Regions from separate parts of the Gossypium arboreum genome. Here region 2 is linked to region 1. The links are chromatin contacts, called in public Hi-C maps. All regions are on one chromosome and are shown on one strand. The core of a region is the stretch at or near the end of the contact, and the rest is flanking DNA. Distances in the headings are between cores, read along the strand shown. Region 1 holds the start of LOC108458408. Region 2 holds the start of LOC108460800 (histone-lysine N-methyltransferase, H3 lysine-9 specific SUVH4).

What was found. Hi-C and Micro-C count contacts between places; a contact is called where the count stands out from the background.
Region 2: a contact with region 1 is called in a Hi-C map of leaf, with 2.8 times the contacts expected there. The contact joins the promoter of LOC108460800 here to the promoter of LOC108458408 in region 1. A contact is called at or near these places in 2 of 5 Hi-C or Micro-C datasets (both in leaf).

The regions. Positions count from the first base shown.
Region 1 is chr4:21,562,071-21,565,804 of ASM2569848v2, forward strand. It overlaps LOC108458408, which reads left to right and starts at 2,066. Exons shown (of 2, transcript XR_008281488.1): 1 at 2,066-2,471; 2 at 3,575-3,734.
Region 2 is chr4:21,732,140-21,735,873 of ASM2569848v2, forward strand. LOC108460800 (histone-lysine N-methyltransferase, H3 lysine-9 specific SUVH4) reads left to right here and starts at 2,078. Exons shown (of 16, transcript XM_053027182.1): 1 at 2,078-2,342; 2 at 2,511-3,008; 3 at 3,164-3,232; 4 at 3,429-3,497. The coding sequence starts at 2,520.

The DNA.
Region 1 (3,734 bases), core at 816-3,315:
GGCTTGGAAAATAGCCTAAGTGTTGGCCACACAGGCTGAGACACTGCCGTGTGTCTCAACCGTGTGAAGGACACGGCCTGGAGACTCGGGCGTGTTGTTCGATGTGCATGCTAACGTCATAAACAGAGAGTTACACGGCCTAAGGACACGGGCGTGCCAAAGGCACACGGGCGTGTCCCTATGTCCACACGGGCGTGTCCCTATGTCCACACGGGCGTGTGATCCTGTTTCATGGGAAAACTTTCTAAGTTTTCCTGAAACTTCTCAAAGTTCTCGGTTTAGTCCCGAATCGATTCCGATGAATGTTTTAGGCTTCGTAGACCCAAATAAGGGATGACATGCATGTGTTTGAAAGGTTTTGAATTAAAAAAGATTTTATGGCTCGGTTTTTATATGAATGTGTATGTTTAAGTCCTGTAATGCCTCGTACCTTGTTTCGGCGTAGGACATGGGTAAGGGGTGTTACACCAAATCAATCCATTTCAATTGTAAAACTCAATACAAATAATTCTCACCTTAATTACTTACCTTAACATTTAATCAAAATACAACAATTAAAAATTAAATTCACTTTTCAATTTTAACCAATGTTCACTCCAATTCAAATAATCATTTCAATGCACTTACCATACATAATAAATAATAATTTCAACTATTAAATATTAAGTTCGGAGTATAGAAATACAAACCGTAATTTTCGAGCTAACCCTTGTTGACTTTGCCTTTTCCTTCCTTAGCCAAGGTTTTCCGGCACAACGTTAACTACGAAAATTAAAACAATTTTCATAATCATTAATACAATACTAATTTACATTTAATATTTAAATTTCTATTCAATTTCTACTTTAATTTCAATTTTAATCTTAACTAAATTTACTTACTTTTCTATCTCAATTCATACCTTGTTTCTACTCAATTTTCAACCAAATTTAAGACATAACTATCTAAATTTCATCATAAAACCCTAATCTAAAACTTCTTGCAATTTAGTCACTACTATGTAAAACTAATAGCTTCTTTTACAATTTAATCTTTTAATCAATTCTAACTAAAATTTCTATAAATTAAACCCTTAGTTCATCATTTTGTTCAACATAAACTATATTTGAAAACCTATGAACTTCCAAAATATTAACTTAATTTTATCAAAACCTTGTTTTAAAACTTCAAAACATCAAAATTAAAAGAAAATGACTTAAATTGACTTACTTATTTAAGTTCCAAGCTTTAAAATTCTTGTTTCTCGCTTTTCTTTTCTTGTCTTCTTTTCTCCCCTGTTCGTTTTAACCTGTTCTGTTTCTTTCTTTCTTTGTTTTGTTTTGTTTCATTTTTATTTTACTTTAGTTTATATATATATTAGTTAATAATATTAATAATAATACACTATAATAATATAATATAATAATAATTTAATAATTTAATATAAAACTAATAATTATAATAAATATCTATTTAATAACAAATACATATATCACAATTGTACATATAAATATTTTTAAATTTGTATATTATCAAAACCGTCCATTTGTCTTTCTTTTATTTTTATCATACAAAATCTTATAATATAATTATTTAATTAATAAATATCTTTTAACTTAAATTTTAAGTAAATAAATAATTATAATACAAGTGTATGTATATACATTATTACACTTGTACCATCTTATTACCATACACTTGTCTTAAATTTATTTTATTTCATAATATAATAACATTAATAATAATATTTAAATAGAAAACCATGATAATAATTAATAATAATTATAATAATAGAGTAATAACAAAACCTCAAGATTTTTATACTTATTAGCGCCTCATTCTAAACAATTAGTCTAATTGCTTATTTAGCTCATTAAATTTTTCTTTAATCTATAATTAAACTTTTACCCTTTATTCAATTTAATTATTTTTCCTAATTTCTCTTAATTAAGCTAAATTCACTTAATTAAAGTCTAATTAAACACACAACTGGCCTCACAATTAACTTCATAAATATTTCTAATAAATATTTTCGAATCTATTTTTTAAACATAAAAATTTAAAAATATACTTTTTCTATAACCATAAAATTCGAGTCGTTACAAGGCGAGTCGTGGTCGCATGAGGAGATGAGATGTTCGGCTTCTAAGTCAGGTCGTCATGTTTAGATTTCTCTAGTTAGGTCACCATCTGGACCAGGTCCCAAGACATGTAGTTGTAATAATTTTTTTCTCCAGGCTGGTCGAAGAAGGGTTACAAAGTGACCATTTTGAGATGTTCACACGTGTTGAATGCTTGATGGCGGATCTAAATGGCAGTTTGATTTTGAAACTTGTAGGATACATTTCTACCTATTAGAGATTTAAAAAAGAGGAACCATCACAAAGAAGATTAATCGTCCCTCAAGTTTTTTGAAGCCCTATTTTCTTACTTTGCTTGCATTTGGTTGAATCTTCTATTGGTTTGCTTTTAAAATCATCATTGGTCAAGAGGTAAATCATCTATTCCTCTTCTTTTTTTTTTTTTTTTTTAGCACGAATGTGAATCATGGTTAGGGTTAGAATGGGTTCCGGGGGAAAGGATGGTGGTCGTGTTGGCTGTGGCCAGTAGAGGCATATGACTGGTCCAGATGTTGGAGGTGGCGTCTTGCAAAGACCTTGTGATACTAGCACTGGTGTAGAAGCCACCTCATACCGGTGTATGACTAAAGAGGAGGATATGGTTTGACATCTGGTGGTTCAGGGAATCATTTTACCAAACTTCGTCTTTGATTTCGATATTGTCATATGAGAAAAGTGATTGAGAAACACCGATGAGGGTTTCTTACTGCCTCTTTATTTGCTTGAAGTTGGGTTTTATCTCCCCCTCCACCCATTCTTCTGTATTGTTTTAAAAGAGTATGGAATTGCTCTGGGAAAGCTTTTCAGCTTATCGTGGTAGACTTTAACTGCATATTTTATTACCTATTGCTTACAGGAGGAGCCACCTCTACTCAGTGTTTTTCAACATATCTATCAACTGAAGGTTTGCAATCAGGGGCTCTTGGTCGGAATGGTGTATTTTAGTACCTGAAAAGGGCATGAGCCAATCATTCGTAACTGGTTGTCCAACCTTTGCCTCAATCCTTATAAATACATTAGAGTCAAGAAGAAATTTGGGGGTGATTTCGAGTTCCTAATTAAGTGGGCATTGCCCAGCAAAGTCATTTGCCTCCAACACCAACCCCTCAACTCTGTGCTTGCCATTGACCAATATAAAAGGCTGCATAGGGGCCGTGTCTTAAGATTGGAAAATCTTTTGACTGTTAGGAATATCTTCTGTTATTGCCTCTATGAACAAAGCCCTAATGGCTACCAAGCAATTACGAAAGGTGTTGAATCTGATAGTGTTCTACCTATTGAACTCGTATGGTCGCACGAGGCCCCTGATGACCTAGGTTTAATTTTATTAGGGAAAAAAGATGAGCCTAATTTTTTATTCTTTCTGTAAGTTGCATTCTCAAACTGGTCCTCCTTATCTAGAAGTGATCAGGAAGGGTCGGCGAACCCTCACACAACGCACAGTGATGTTGATGATAATGTTGTTGATGATGCAGACACTGTTGTTTCTTCAACGAAATCAACCAGTTCGTTAGGTGAGCTCAGACACATCATGGATATAGACTCTCTTATGCTAGATTTGCAAGGAAATAAGGACATTGGCACTCCAGAGCAAGGGGTTGGTGGTAGTGGTTGTAAAAGGCAACAAATGAAGGA
Region 2 (3,734 bases), core at 828-3,327, 170 kb after region 1:
TAAGAGCTTATCTTGAATCAGTATCCTGGGATATCAAAACAAGAATTAAGAACACATAATTAAGAACAAGTTAAATATTTATCATACAATTCAGAAAATAATAACAAGATTCATCTTAGGTTTCATTCCCCTTAGGTATTTAGGGGATTTAGTTCATAACTAAAAAGGAAAACATCTTAGAAGAATAATGAATACAAAACATAAAGAAAACCCAAAACTCCTGAAGGGAAATTGAGGGGAGATCTTCAGTCTTGATGGTGACTCTGGATTTTGAGATGGATCAATCGGCTTTCCTTGAGCAGTTCCCTGCCTCCTTTTCTCTGTGCCTCCTATTTTCTTCCTCCTCTAGGGTGTATTTATAGGCTTTTGGAATGCCTAAGAACCCTTAAAAATGGCCTTTTTCGAATTGGACTCAACTGGGGCTCGGCAGGGACACGCCCATGTGAATCGTGTTTTGAATCTGCCAAATTGACACGGTCGTGTGGTCTGCCCGTGTGAGGAGGTCCAGGCCGTGTTGAATTTGTACTTTGGCCCATTTTTCTCTGTTTTTGGCCCGTTTCTCGTTCCTTTCACTCTCCTATGCTCTCCTAAGTTAAAACATGAAATTAAAGCATTAGGAGCATCGAATTCACCAATTCTAAGGAAAAATCATTCATAAAATGTGTTAAGCATGGGTAAAAATATGTATAAATTACGGTTTATCAACTTAGTTTTCTTATGACTTCTTTGTTCACTTTTTGCTTCTTTGTTTAAGAGTTTTGCTGCTGCTTTTATTTCTTTACCTTAGAGAATTTTCTTTGTGAATTCTCACTTTTGAAAGTAAGGTTGACTTAAGTAGATTTGAAGCAAAAGAATGGCCTAAGGCCACACAGTTTGTTAGACTAAAGTTCTAGCCCCATTACACTAGCTCATTGAAACCAAAAATGAATTCCATGTAGAACCAAATGAATATAAATTGATGGAAATGATGAAAGTAGATAAATGAATTTGTTTTCTCACTTGAGTATAGAAAGAACTTGAGAATTAATTTAAGGTTTTGAATTATTATTTAGTTAATTAAATAATTAAAATTCTAAAACTAAATTAAATTAAATAGTCATTGTGAATCATTGTATATGAAAATTAAATATATTTCCTTATAGATTCTTTTACAGTAAAGTTGTCATGATTTTAATGACATTAGGATTGAGTTGAAAAAATTATGTAATTGAAAAATTATTTTATCTAATTAAATAAATAATATTTATTTTGAGAAAATAATATATTGAGTGAGATTAAATTATAAAGTGTTAGGGTTAAAAGTTCGGAAAACACATATAATTAAACCAAATATAAGAGGTCCAAATCCTTTAATACAAGATGAAAAAGGTGACAATCCTAGTAGTTTTGAAGGGTGTGCCACCCACCCCATCCATTATAGTAAGAATATTATTTTTCATTAAATAAATATTATTTGTGTTTTACCAATTCAACTAAGATTCTTCTGTCACTCTCCATAATTAGATCACACCAGTAGAACTATTTACATAATATTCATATATTGTAATTTACCAGAAAGTAGTGTGAATTTATTTTCTAAAAAATAAATTTTATTTTCTGGAATTACAATTTTACCGGTTTCTATTTAGAGAGAATTACTTTCCTACTGAAAGTAATAAGTTCATTTTAGTTTTGTTTTGATTTGTGATTATTCGAGCTCACATTAAAAGTAATTCGTATTGCAAGAATAATGGAGAAAATTATTCGGTTGAAACTTAAGAACGTCTAAGATTTATCTCGCACAAAGGACAAATACTTTTTAAAAGAAAAATTATTACTATAAATATTACGAGCCAATTCGATTTTTAAAATTTTAATTTTTATTATAGAAAACCGTTTTTAAACCATATTTTTCAACAAAAGATGCAAATTAAATTTGAGATTATGTATTTATTTTTCATATGTTTCCATACTTGTTGAATTTTATTCCTTTCCATAATAGAAAAGATGTAGAATATTAAATTTGAGAAAAATATGTCTTTTTTTTTTATAGAAAAAAGTTCGAAAAAAATTAAATCCATTAAACCTTACAAATCGGAATACCTGAGAGACACCCAGCGTAGTTGTAGGAAAATGTACAATATGCATGTATGTTAGTATACACTATCCCCACAAACTTTTATTTTTTCCTGTTTTCCTATTACATAGCAAAAATGTATGTAAAAGTTAAAAAAATAAAAACCTGCATCTTCCCTCCTCTGTCTCTCACTGTCTCTTAAATTTTTAATTTCGAATTTAGTCATCCAATGAGTTAAGGATTCCCCTGCTGTGCTGTGCTCTGCTGTGGCTGTGGCTGTGGCGCTGTGAGTTTGTGCTTTCCCTCATCCATCCATCCATCCATCCATCCTCGCTCCTTACTGTCAAATCTTTGTTTCTTAGCCTTTTCCTCTTCTAACCCTAACTTTCCCCTCTCTCTTCTCTTCTACATTCCTTCTTTCATTTCATCATAGCATCGCATTCTTCCGTTTTAGATTTTCGATATGGTGGTTCAATCGCCGCATTCGCTCCAGAGTTCTGTCCCTACGCCTAAAAACGGAACCAAAAGGGTCCAGATTCAGGTAAAAGAGAATGGTTCAGCGGTCACGGACAACGTCGCCGGACAACGGAGAGCCAGTGCCAGATTACAAGCCGCCAAACAGAAAGCTGAGATGGAGCTTTTGGCAAAGCGGAAACTGGAGCTTCTGAATGAAGATGTTGGACGTAGCACCAAAAAAGTTAATGTGGATGCTGAAAAGCTAAAGCTAAAGCTACAACCTGCTCAAACCGTGATCCAACAGCTTCCTGAGATTTCATCACTCCCTGCTGACCCTAAAATCAACAAGAAAGTGGCGAAAATGGTGGAACGAGCGGCCAAAATTGCAGAGGGGCTTGACGGTACCAATGCTCCCAATGTTGCCGAGAAAAGTGCACATATGAAGGTCAAGGAGACTATAAGGCTGTTCAACAAGCACTATCTTCACTTTGTTCAGGTCTGTCTCTATTTCTACTGATTTTCGGTCTTCATGTCAGTTGAAACTTCACTACTCTGGTTTCGTTATATAATGTTTTGCATTGCATCCTGTTCATCATTTGAGATCGGTTAAGCAGATTTTATTCTTATACAATCTTTTCTAGTTCTTCATAGGAAGAGGAAAAGAGGTGCGGCGCAGCTAAAGTTGACAAGAAAGCCCTCAAGGCCAAGAAGAAGGCCAATGTAAGTTATTCTTGTCTTTTCTTTCAGTTATACGGCTCATGATAATCAAGCTTTACGTTTGTGTATCTTTGTGATAACTTTTCTGACGTTGTTGCCTCTTCTACCTGTGACAATGGTGAAACATGGATTCTTTTTTTCTCTTTCAGTCATGCAATGTGCTTCTTAATTTCATTGTTAATGTACAAACTATTTGCAGAGAGGAAATGTTTCTGAGGCTGATGTTAAGGCCAAAGCTAAGCGACCTGACTTAAAGGCAATATCAAAGGCAAGTGAATGAAAATGTGCTGCCTGTTCTTTTCAGTGTCTCAGACTTGTGCTTTTTGTCTGTTTGGTTATTCTGTTTAAGACTTCATGTCTTTCATTTTCAGTTGTTCAAGGGTAAATTTATAAACTACCCACTTTCATATTTTCTCCTCTAGTTTGTTGATTCAAATCATATTGGTGAGATGGGATCATATGCTATGTTTCATTAGATGAAAAGTTGTCATCGCTCCTTATAAGA